2 separate regions of the Mus musculus genome follow, and region 2 is linked to region 1. Evidence: chromatin contacts called from public HiChIP or PLAC-seq data. All regions are on one chromosome and are shown on one strand. Each heading gives the region's core, a stretch centred on a gene start, on an enhancer-like site or on the middle of the called end of the contact. The rest is flanking DNA. Distances are from core to core; before and after follow the strand shown.

Region 1 (6,567 bases), core at 2,573-5,072:
AAATCTAAAAACAAACATTGTTATAAAAATACCTCCAGATATTGAAAAATGATTGCATAGAAAAGTATCCTGAATATATAAAGAAAAATATCCCTTTCACCTAAGCAGCATATTTTACTACTTCAAATATATAATGTAATGGCACCTATATATGCAAAAAAAGTTGTACAGACAGACATACCCCAGGAGAAAGGCAGGATATTTGTGCCCATCACTTATCTCTGATGGGCAGGATTGCCCAGGATTGAGGAGCAAAGCAGCCAGGTCAATACCCCGTTCTGAGAAGCAGCCTTCTATGATGTACAAGGAGCACCTGGGTCCCAAGAGACAGAAAGCATGGGACTGTTGGCCAGTGCTGGGGTGGAACACTGAAGAGAAAAGATCATAGACCCAGAATCTCTGGGTGCCTGCCCCAAGGCTGCAGTTTCATGTTGTGCAGACACACAAGGTGAGCCATGGCTTAAAAATGTTTTATTAACTTTTGCTTCAAGGGGGGTCACATTTACAGAGATTTATTCCTATGAATTGTTATACTTCCTCTATTTATTATGAGCTCTTGTTGCACCTAATTTAAAAAAAAATCATCTTCATCAAAGATGCAAATAAAAAGGAAAAAAAAGGCAAAGAGCAACAACAAAATCCTCAACCCACTGTATACATAAGATTTGGTACTGTCTCTTACGGTCACCTTGAAGAAACATCGTTGATAACTTCTAAAGATACAAGGTTTCATTTGGCTCACACTTTGGGAAGCTCCAGTCCAAGGTCAAGTGAATTAAATGCTCTGGGTCTCTGGTGACCATGCCAAGCAGCCGTAGCAGGAAAATACGGGCTAGGGTCCTGTGATTCCTTCTCAACCTGTCAAGACCCTTTTGCAAATCAAATGACTTTTTTTTTTTTTTAAACAGGGGTCACCTAAGAGCACCAGGAAGCACAGATATTTAGGGAATAATTCATAACTGCAACAAAACTACACTTATGAAGTAGCAACAAAATTAACTTATGGTTGGGGGTCATCATAACATGAGGAACTGTTTTAAAGGGTTGCAGCAGTAGAAAGGCTGAGAGAACCACTGCTGTAGAAAATGCCCATAAAGACCCAAGTACCACTCATAGAACCTAACTTCCTAAAGTCCTTCTCATCTCCAAACAACATCTCCTTAAAAACAAAGTCTTTGATACCTGGGTCTCTGGGTGGACATTCAACATTGAAACTACAGCAATATTAATATCTCAGTCATGCCCTGGGGTTATTGAAATAAAACCCCTGAGGAAAAAGAGGTCTACTAAATTAATTAATGTATTGAGATCTTCAGGTCATACATTCTAGGCTTTATAACTAGGTAGAAATGAAGATAAGGACAAGGGTAGAGAGTATCATAGGGAATTGGAATTATTCTATGTCAATGTAAGTTGTCAAGAATTTTCATAGTGAAACAGTATGCTTAATAGCCATTAAGGATTAAACCTACAGACCAACTTGATCTGGGCAACCCCCTCAATGAGACTCTTGCCAAGTGATTCTGGAGTTTGTTGAGTTTACAATGAAAACTATCCACAGCAAACACCATTCAAAGTTTATATAAAATCCATCCCTATCCTTTCTCACACTTGGGCTTTGACCTGTACACTTCATGTGTTTAAACCATAAGTAAAACTCATGTTTCAAAGTGCAGTGTTTCCACTTCATAGTAGGGGGAATACTGGGGTATTCTAACTAACTTTCCAACATCTTTTAGGGAGGAAACAGTGTATACCCATCTACCCTTCCTACCTTCCTATCTTTTTCTTTGTGTGTGTATGCACATGTGAAACATTTCAACAATGAGGATGTCTTCAGAAGTCTAAGATTTTCATCAAGCAAAGCCCTGTCTACACTTCTTTCAGCAGTAAATATCAAGGACATTCATACACATGTCAAAAGTATGTTTTAATCCTTTTTGACCACTTATGATGACATGTGAGACTTCACTTCCCAAGATAGGATCTACTTATGTTCTTATCTTTAATTCTATAATAGTTATGAAGCATAATTGTAATGAAATGGAGAGATTATCAGAGCTATTAATAGAAAATATTTGAGTAAGCAACTCCATTGTATATACAAATACACATATAATATTTAACTTGTCAAGGTATATAGTACAATGTTGAAATTCATCATTAGTGCCATCATTTTTATTCAGCCTGGTGGTGTATACATTTAGTTTCAATATTCAGGAGTAAAAGCAAGCAGATTTTTGGGAGTTCAACGTCACTCGCGTCTACATAGCAAGCTCCAGGCTACATAGGGCTATATGGTGAGACATCTTATAAAACAAATAACTTATACTGTAAATATATTTTAACTATTTTACTGTTTCTTCTATTTCTGTAGTGTTGATTAGCTGCTCTGAGATTTCACTCCTTCGTAACTCTTTGTCAGCTCTAACATTTTCATTCTCTCTCCTGTGTTAGACTTGCATGGTGTTTTCTCACTGGTCCGTTTTTAATGATTAATTCACTCACAGCCAGGTAGTGTTACATTTAACACATGGAACTGGGATTCAGTTACCTGTACTGTATCCAACAGACCGAAACAAAGGGATCCCTCTGTGCTGGCAGCCTTGCAATGCAGCTAGAATCTCCTGCCTCCCTCCCATGTGTAGTGTCTGAGACAGGCCAAGTTCACACCCCGCAGCCTATTCAGATGCATTGGACCCTGAGTTTAGAAGGCACTAACTTGCAGCATTCTGCCCTCCTGGCACAGTCCTGAAATTTCTAACAATTTTATCTTTGAAACTGTATTATGCCTATTTCTATTGGTAGGAGATTCACCTTGAGAAAAAGTGATAAATGATGTTTGGGGATTTTGAAAAGAAGCAAAACAATCATCTCAAAATCTTGGGCTGAGGCATAAGCTGTGGAATAGAAGAGAGGAGCAAGGTAAAGTGGCTTAACACTGTTGAGACCTTCAGAAAGCTTTTGTTGTTGTTGCTCTGGTTGTGGAGGTTTTGTCTTGTTTTGTTTTTCTCTTTCTTATAAAGGAACTCATGTATCCCAGGCTGGCCCCATTTTGCTATTTAGCCCAGGATAGCTTTGAACTTCCGATCTTATATCTCATCCCTACAAATACTTGGACTATAGAGGTGTTGTACTACCATATTTAGCATTTGATTGATATGTTTGTCATTATTTTTTTTTTATTTTTGTGCACTTTTCTATAGAACCATCTTCATCCATGCAATATAAAATGGGGAATAACTGAATAATTAAATCTAAGCAGAGTTAAAAGTTTTCTAGGAAAGTATAATACTGATCGTAAGGGCCCAGCAGAGTCTATAGGATGTAAGTTACATGAGAAAGAAAATGATTTGATCTCAGAACTGGAGCTAATGATGGGTCAAGTGGATTCAATGGTTGGATGAACTGTTTCCTTGGTTGGGCTAAAAAGAAGAAAAGTTGGAGATCTGTATGTAGGTATCACATGTGAGCAATCAACAGTGCTATTGCTAGTAAAATATGGACTGAAACAAGCCTAGGGTGCTGTGGAGGAATGGAGAGGTTCGCCCCACGTGAAACATGGTTTAGACTCAGTGTCAAGGGGAACTGGAGAATGTATAGTTGCGAAATCCATCCCCCAAGTAATAACAACAAAATTGAGAGGAGGAGATGACAGTGACCAGGAGAGGCAGTGAGCATTTGTGCCTGATTCTGAGCAGTTTCAAGGTGCCTCTGGCTGGTGGTGTACTGCATAACTGTCATTTTAACAGGACAGGCACAGAGGGAACAAAATCTCCTTCATGCCAAAATCTCCTTCATGCTAAAACAGATCAGGGATCTGGTGGAGTTGGGAAGTGAAGGATGCGTGTTCTCTTATCAAATAGTAAGAAGTAAATGGACGGGAGGAAATAGAACGGCTTTTTGTAATTTCAAAGTTCTTTGTTTCATTAATGCATTTCAATTCACTTAAAATATAGAGTCTGTCACAGTCAGGAAACTGGAAACAGTAGGTTGGATTCTTTCAGCCTCACTTTGTGTCCATATTATTTTCTACTGAATCACATCTGGTAAATTTGGGAGGATACAGGAATACATCAAGATCCTACTATTATACAGAACATTTTTGATCCAATCACATTATTGTGTCCTAGATAATGGGAAGGCAATTATCATATTCTCTGGTCGTGCAGCTAACAAACATGTCTTGCTGTGCATTGAGTGTGGAGCTAAATAAAGTGAAGTACAGTAACAGGCAGACTATTATGCTTGGCCCAAAGACTCGTAGACTCTGAGCAGTGATGCGGTATCATGGCAACTGGAAACACTTGCATCCGCCAACAATGCTACAAGGGCAAGAGCGCATGTACTATGTCTAGTCTTCAACCGAGAACATATTTATCTCGTAGCGTTCAATTTGCAAAGTCGAATTTCACTCTGGCTGTGGAATGCTGGGCTCCATCTGGATCTCAACATGTCAGAAAGGTCTACAGGCTCTGGAACTGGGTCAATGAAATCTGGGTCCCAGAACTCCAGGGACAGCCACTGTTATGAGGACACAGATGGTGGCACTGTCATCCAGCCTCTCTCTTCCGAGTGGCCACATTTCTAAAGCAGCTGTAAGAGAAAAGACCCTGTAAAGTAGATCACATGCTAAACTGCTTCTTTGTTTTGTATTTGTCTTTTGACTCTGTGTGTGTGTGTGTGTGTGTGTGTGTGTGTGTGTGTGTGTGTGTGTGTTTGTGTGTGTATGTGTGTGTGTGTTGTGTATGTCTGTGTGTCTGTGTGACTCTGTGTGTGTGTGTGTGTGTATGTGTGTGTGTGTGTGTGTGTGTGTGTGTGTGTGTGTGTGTGTGTGTTAGTGGAGATTGAACCCATGACCTAACACATACTAGGTAAATACTTTGCCACTGAGTCACATTCCCAGCCCCTTTTTTTTTCCAGTTTTTTTATTAGGTATTTCCTTCATTTACATTTCAAATGCTCCCCACACACACACACACACTTCCCTACCCACCCACTCCCACTTCTTGACCCTGGTATTCACCTGTACAGGGGCATATAAAGTTTGCAAGACCAAGGGGCCTCTCTTCCCAATGATGGCCGACTAGGCCATCTTCTGCTACATATGCAGCTAGAGACACTTCAGCCCTTCTTAGAATTGGGCACAAAACACGCCTGGAAGGAGTTACAGAAACAAAGTTTGGAGTTGAGTCAAAAGGATAGACCATCCAGAGACTGCCCCAGCCAGGGATCCATCCCATAATCAACCACCAAACTCAGCCCTATTTCTTAGCAGTGCTGTTCTCTAAAGCCAGAACAAAGTAAACTATCTGTGAGCGACAACATGCAGTCATATCCCATGCCTGGGTGTCCATGGTTTGTTATGCTCTGGCCATCTTGAGCTGTTGACCACACTGAAACACTAGGCAAAGCAAGAATCCAGTCCTTTACATCTGCTCAGATGTTCTGGATCATGGGCCACATCACTGAGGTCATCAGGACTTCCTTATCTGCATCAGAAGCAGAAGAAATTTCCTTTTTTTTTTTTTAACATTTTTTAATTAGATATTTTCTTTCTTTACATTTCAAGTGTTATCCCCTTTCCTGGTTTCCCCTCCCACCTCCTCCTGCTCAACAACCTACCCACTCCCAATTCCTGGCCCTGGCATCTCCCTACACTGGGGCATCGAGCCTTCACAGGACCAAGGGCCTCTCCTCCCGTTGAGTTTCTATGTGATGCAACAGAAGCCGATGGAACATCACATGCAATCACTGAAATACTGACATACCGCAGGCTTGCCTTTATTTTTTTAACTAGCTTTTGCATTAAAATTCTCACCTGAGTGTTTAGGGAACATATTTACAATGGATCATAAGTGAATTCCTATTCTCTGCCAAACTCATCATTGTCTGGAATTTCACATAATTGTAGATGTTAGTTGCTTTGAGAATCATAGTTTTAAGCCTAGGAGAGGCTCTAGAAATATCATTACTACATTGAATTCTCTCTTGCTCTCTCCCTTCTTCCTCCTCTCCTCCCTCCCCCTCCCCTCTACCTCTCTACCTCCTCTCTCTCTCTCTGTCTCTCTCTCTCTGTCTCTCTCTCTCTCTCTCTCTCCTTCTTTCTTCCTTTTGTGACAAGTTCTCACATGGCCTAGGAGAGTCAAAGAAAGTTTCTCCTTAGTGGAGGATAACATTGAACTCCTGAACCTTCTGTCACGCCCTCTGTAGTGCTGGGTTATAGGACTTTGCAAATATGCTATAGTCAATGACAGATAAAATATAGACTTGAAAATATAATGCTTGGTGAGCAGAGGCCAAGAATATACTGTAGATTATTTTTCTTTATTAAATCTCTGGTTTAAAAAAAAACTGGCCTTGCATAAATGACCCTTCACAAAAAAAAATTAAAGAAAGGAGTATATTTTGTGCCATTAGGAAGCTCTAGCTGTTCATATAAAATGGTGTTTTTTCTTTGAATGGATATTTGATGATATCTTCTGTTTAACTTATTAAGTTTTTAATTTTGGCCAGTATTTTTCTATTTAAAAAACACAAAACAAAACAAAAATCCTGAAAGCTCAG
Region 2 (6,567 bases), core at 2,856-5,355, 480 kb after region 1:
AAAGAAGCCATGGCAACAGGGCCAGCTCTTCTGTGACATCAAGAGTATGACTAGACTCCTTACAAGGCACCCATCAGGAAGCAGACAGGTCAACAGATCAGGTAGCAGGCTGTACCCACAAGACCTGCTCACCCTAACAACTTACTTCCTCCATCTATGCCCTGCACTACCCCAAAAACATTGCCACCAGCCAGAGTACAATCACTCAAGTCTGGGATTGACATATCATATTCAAACAGTCTCATCATAGGATACACGTCGGGAAGTCTACTGCTAGTCATACCTAGATGTGTAGCCTAATGGCGGTCAATTTGCTTCTGCACCAATAAAATAAGAATAATGACTGCCTTCTCTTGGGGACAACCTGAGAAAATACACAGAAAGGCATTACATCCTTGACCAATTACTTCCTCTTCTCTGGGGAATTCTACATCCTGTCTCCATGGGGAAGTGCCAGTGCTTGAAGGTTCTCTGCATACAGGAAGTTGGTAGAGCTGAATTCAAACTAGCCCTACAAGCAAGGGCCTCACGCTATCTCGTTTTATCAGCTGAACTGAGATGCTCATGCTTTCTTTGAATATTCCCCGGAAAGTAGCAGAAAAGATGATCCCTCTGTGCCACACGTGCCAGCAGAATCAGGAAATGAGAGTAGAGCAGAAGAGGAAAGAGGCTCTGATGCTGGCCCAGTTTTTCACGCCGAGGGATCAGCTAAGCAGACTACAAAGGGGGTTCGACTAACAGTTTTTGGAAATTCCTACTTGTCCTTTTCTTTCCAGAGTAAACTAGATCCTCAATCTTCCGTTTCAAAAAAGAAGGGGGAGGAGGAGGAGGAGGAGGAGGAGGAGGAGGAGGAGGAGGAAGAGGAGGAGGAGGAGAAGAAGAAGAGGAAGAAGAAGAAGAAGAAGAAGAAGAAGAAGAAGAAGAAGAAGAAGAAGAAGAAGAAGAAGAAGAAGAAGAAGAAGAAGAAGATCAGAACAAAGAAAACCCTGAATAGCACCAGCCAGCACACAAGCAGAGTCGCAGCCTGCCTTTCCTTCGACTATTTTGAACTTTCTTAGTAACTTTAGGATAGGGTGCTTTAACTCTCCCCCAGCTGACTAATGTTAAAGTTGAAGACCAGCCAAGTTGATCTGTCCCAGGTCATAGAGCCCATATGGCGGACCGGGAACTAACAGAATCCATGTGTTTAATCACTAGACTAAACTGTCCTCCAGAGACCTGACCAGTTCAGCCTGAGGCAGAAAGAGGAGGAGGCAGCATTTGAAGTCGGGAAGGAAGCACCCTTTCTTCCTTTATCCCTCTTCTCAACCCTACCTCTAACATAAGGCTTTCATCCCAGCTCTGCCCAGTTCTATAATCTCTGAGTCTAGTCCTCATGAATCTTTGGTTCCTTAGCTCTGATGAGAACTTTATTTTTGGATGTTTTACTTGGGTCTCTATTGCCTAGCCCCCCCCCACCCCCCAATTACTTTATAGTAAGGACCTCACATATTAAAACATCACAGTTTGTTGTTGTTGTTGTTGTTGTTGTTGTTGTTGTTGTTTGGTTGATTTGTTTTGGTTTGTTTTCTCTCAAGATAGGATGTAGCCCTGGCTGTCCTGGAACTCACTCTGTAGACCAGGCTGGCCTCAAACTCATAGATCTGCCTGCATCTGCTTCAAAAGTGTTGGGATTAAAGGCGCATGCTACCACTGCCCAGCTATCACACAGCTTATTTAAGGAAGACACTCAAACACTCAAAGCATAGTTCCAAACTTAATGTATCTCAGTGAACTTTGTGGTTATAGTTACAAGCTATGGGGCTCCAAGGAGGGTTTCGCAGCTCACTATCAATGACATCCCATGCTGTCTGCTTCCCTTTTAAAATACATGTTTAGGTTTATTGGCTGGTTGATCTCATGTGCATATGTGATTAGATACCACAGTGTGTATGTGAGGCTTAGAGAAGGTATCAATTTTTGCCCTCCACGTGCAGGTTACAGAGATGAAACTCAGGCTGGCAAGCTTGATGGCAAGCCCCCTTACCCAATAAGCCACCCACAGGCCCACCTTCTCCCAAGTCTGCATCCCTCTACCCTTGCTTCTCCTAGATCACTATTCTAAAGTTCCAAGTCTGTATTCCTTACTTCCACTCTAGTTTAATAGATCTGCCAGTTACACTGCTGGGTTTCAGACCGTTCCAATGCCCTCTGCTGCAATTCTAACCAGAACAGCATTTCCTCTCCCTGTACCATGCTAAGCCTGCAGTTCTTCAAGACATTGCTTGCTTCCCATCCTCTATAATCTTTCCCTCTTATTATGTCAGCAAGAATGTGTCTCCCATCATAACATGCCTTCTTCAAACATTCACTAAGTAACTGCTCCTTTGTGTAGTGCCCCAACTCACATAACACAATGCAGTGTAGACACTCAGAGCCTGATAACCTTAACTGAATGCTCGCTGCATGAATACAGTCTTCTGCCAAGCATTCCAGCAATCTTGGCTATGGCCACTCAATCTCCTTAGAGCTGATTAAAGACAAACTATAAAACTTATACAACCTACAGGTCTAGGGAGATGGCTCAGTTTGTAAAGTCCTTACCACACAGCCCAAGGACCTGAGTTAAATCCCCAAAATCCACATCAAAGAGTGTGTGCAACCATACTTACTTATAATCTCAGCACTGGGGAAACAAAGACAGGAGGATCACAGAAGCTCACTAGCCAGCCAGTGTGGCTGGATCAGTGCACTCAAGGTCTACTGAAAGGCTCAATCTCAAGGAAACAAAATGGACTGAAACTGAGAAAGATGCTTGACACTGACATCTGGTATCCACAGACATGCTCACACACACATAAGCACACCCATGCACTCACATATGCACAGACATGCTCACACGCACATAAGCACACCCATGCACTCACATACGCACACACATACTTATATCTGCTCATGAACATGACTATTGTCAGCAAAAGTTAAAAATAGCTATATTATTTGTGCAATTGGGAGAAGAGAGCTATTCCTCACAAAGAGACATACAAAGAAGCTAATATGAGGGAGAGAAGGACTGAGAGGAAGATGCAAGATCAAGGGAGATGCTGTGATAGTTGGGGTGAAGGTCAGAGGACTGAATTTGAGGCGAATTTAAAATAAGCAATTCATGCCCTTAGGGCTATTTGAAAATAGAACAGGGAGATGAAAATAAATTCTAAGCATATATTGAAAATGTATTTCAGTAAATTTGATAATCCTAAACTTATATTGCATGTTGTAACAAAGTTAATGATACCAAGTTTAGGGATTTTTTTTTCTTTTAGGTGCCTTTATTCACCATCTGATTTACAAACAGATATTTGAGCAGCTCTGACATTTGTTCCTATTGTTTTTAGCTTGTTTTTCCAATCATATTAACTAAGAGGGTTTTTTATTATTAAAAAGGAATCAAAACAATTAAATGTGAAGGCCACTGCTGCTCTCCAAAATTCAGCAGACCATTGCTAACGCACTGAAGTCAGGAAACAATCATGAGCCCTTCTCTTTATAGAATGTCTTTCCTCCTTGGGAAACTTCAAAGCCCTTTTCTGACGCTTGGTCTCTGCAGCTGCCAGGAAAGAAATGTGGCTCCACTTACCTCAAAGGGGGTCAGAGCACATGGGGGACCGGCTGGACCCACATCAGGCACGCCTCCCCTCCATGCCCAGGCTGCCTCCACTCCATCAGAGACCACCCCAGGGATCCGGAGTGGGGCTAGAAAATAGAAGAGTACAGGAGTGCCAAACCTCTCCCATGCACAGAGAGAGAGAGAGAGAGACAGAGAGAGAGAGAGAGAGAGGAAGGAGGGAGACAGAGACAGAGACAGAGACAGAGACAGAGACAGAGACAGAGAAACATGTAAGAGCGAGAGCAGCCAGATGCTTCAGTGATGTGACTCTGTAATCCTATGAGTTGTTGGGATAGAAAGCATGGCAGGTGAAGATGAAGCAATACATAGATAGGATGTGTGTCTTGGGCTAATCCCAGCAAGGACCTCACAAGAGCACACTATGGTGTAAAAGAAAATGCAGAAACAAACTACACTACACGTGGGCATGGTGGCTCCTTGAAAAGAGATGGAAAAGAGCAAGATAGGAAATTAAGTCAGGAGTTCTGGTCCTGACTCTCTGGCTGGGATAATCTCTAGCCACACGATTTCAGGTGGGGGGGGGGCTCTGTTCCCCTCCAGAAGGAAAGAATAAGTGATAATATTTATTCCACTCTATAGGCTAGAAAGCATCCCGCAGGCTCGTGTGAGATCAAGTGGCAAGCTACGGAGCTGGGATTGGTGTCAGTGATCTGCTAAGTTTGAAACCATGTGTTCTTTTTTTATTGTCATTATACCAGATTATTTCAGATACTCTGGCCCTTTCAACCATGTTCTTTCCAAAATTCTAAGATGATTCTCGTTCTGGATAGTTATCATACTTGGCTTCTAGCAGGAAAAAAGAGTCCGTATGTTCTATGAATCTTGGCAGAGAGACTAATAAAGAGCAGATGCTTAATATGCTAGGTATTGGAATAAAATCTTGATTAAAATAGGTGGTCCCCCCAAATCTCTTCGGCATTTCAACAAGTAGGAGGTAGAAGGGGGCCTATGACTGTGTGATTACTTGAATTATTTTCCAACAGCGAGAACATTGCTGACCTACAAAACAAAATAATTTTTAAAAGTCTACAAAAAAATCATTTTAAAGAAGCAGAAGTGCTCTGGTGATGTCACAAATGTTTGCATGTGTATGTATATAGTATATATGTGCATATATGTTACATGCATGTAAAATAGATAGCAGGTGATAGGTATGTAGATACATGATGATAGATAGATAGATAGATAGATAGATAGATAGATAGATAGATGATAGATAGATAGATAGATAGATAGATAGATAGATAGATAGATAGATAGATAGATAGATAATAAATGCATAAGATGATAGGTAGGTAGGTAGGTAGGTAGATGATAAATACATAAGATGATAGGTAGGTAGATAGGTAGGTAGATAAATAGATGATAAATACATAAGATGATAGATAGGTAGATAAATAGGTAGGTAGATAGATAGATAGATAGATAGATAGATAGATAGATAGATAGATAGATGATAGATATGAATTTCCACTCAGCCCTGGATCATCTTGCTTTTTTAGCCACTGCATTTGTCAGGGTTCATAAGTCCCTCATTCTATGGTGGGTAGAGGAAGGAAATGATATTTTCTGTATCTCAAACTAGCTTTGAAGTTGCTATGTAGCCAAGAGTGACCTGGAACTCCTCATCCTCCTGCCTCTACCTCCCAGGTACTGATATTGCAGGTGTACACTACCAAGCTAGCCTTAAATCTTTTGTTCTTTAGACAGGGTTCCTGAGTCTATGCCTGGATTCCACGTTCTCACTACTGTTACCTACTTCCAAGACCCCTGTGCAAGCTCCTCCTATTGCTTCTGACTTCTATATGGAAGAGTGCACCAGGACAGTCTCCTATCTGTCTATCTATCTATCTATCTATCTATCTATCTATCTATCTATCTATCTATCTATCTACATTATCTGGTTCATCCCCTCAGAAGTCACGGCTTTATGAGACATTTATACATTAGGTCCCAAGACATGTGACTCCAGTTCACCATCCCCTCTAAGTTCCTGGTTTGGACATCTAATTGTCTTCTCAACATCAGCTCTTGGAATCCAGTAGGCATTTCAAACTTGGCACATCTGAAAGATCATTCCCAACAGACCAAATCACTTTTCATATCATTATTTCATATCATTATTACCTGGAAAGCCCTGAAAGTCATTTAACACCTTTCTCCCCTCTCCCTCCCCCTCCCCTTCCTCCTCTTCCACATCCTCATCCTTCTCCATCTCCTCTTTTTCCTCTTCTTCCTCTAACCTATACTCATCCATCCACTGCATACGTCTAACTTCTTCTGAGCACACTTCAAGTTTGCGCCTGCCTTGTTCTTCCTCTAACCTATACTCATCCATCCACTGCATATGTCTAACTTCCTCTGAGCACACTTCAAGTTTGCGCCTGCCTCGGGGCTTTCTACTGTCTCTTTCTGCTCCTGGAACATGACTCCCTGAGATGCTCATAGAACCATCCCTCCAGATAACATGGGTCTTTTTACATGGAACCCCTTCAGAGAAGATGTCTGTAAGAACTATCCAATTCCACTCTCTAGTCTCCAAGATCAACATAACTGCAGACCTCTCTGCTCCTGTCTGGCAGGGTATCATTTTAATTGTTTTTGTTATTTGTCTGTGTATATTTATCCATAAGTGGGTTTGTTTGTCTGCTGACATGTGCGATTTGGGGCCTCATCCTCTATGTGTGACCTTCAGGGGTTCTTGTCCCTTGTTTGCCAGTGTGTTCCGGCATTTACAAAAGAGCCTGTGCATAGCAGGCACTTGGAACTGTGTGACCTGCACAGCTAAATCCTCTGTGATGCCTGAATGTTCTTCCTCTAACTCTGCATTTATCTTTGGTATCTGCCTATGAGCTTCTGTAAAGTTCACAGGATATATAGTTTTTATACCAACTACCACT

Evidence for each region. HiChIP or PLAC-seq counts read pairs in DNA pulled down with a chosen protein or histone mark.
Region 2: an H3K27ac HiChIP or PLAC-seq map of neural progenitor cells shows a contact between it and region 1, with 6 times the contacts expected there. The contact joins the promoter of 3110015C05Rik here to the enhancer-like site in region 1. A contact is called at or near these places in 1 of 15 datasets of contacts at CTCF or cohesin (the NIH/3T3 cell line), 7 of 484 Hi-C or Micro-C datasets (LSK cells, cerebral cortex, cortical neurons and 2 more), 2 of 115 datasets of contacts at active chromatin or transcription factors (neural progenitor cells and stem cell-derived neural progenitor cells) and 1 of 9 other capture datasets (embryonic stem cells).

The regions. Positions count from the first base shown.
Region 1 is chr13:110,750,354-110,756,920 of GRCm38.p6, forward strand. No RefSeq gene overlaps it. Among named protein-coding and RNA genes, the nearest start is that of Gm33172, 70 kb to the left of the region's middle. Within about 2 kb of position 3,823, at least 15 of the 459 cell types and tissues checked have an H3K27ac peak or open chromatin away from gene starts, as enhancers often do. A contact at or near this core is called in cortical neurons and neural progenitor cells, where this site is marked.
Region 2 is chr13:111,225,326-111,231,892 of GRCm38.p6, forward strand. It overlaps 3110015C05Rik (RIKEN cDNA 3110015C05 gene), which reads right to left and starts at 4,106. Exons shown (of 3, transcript NR_045908.1): 1 at 3,617-4,106.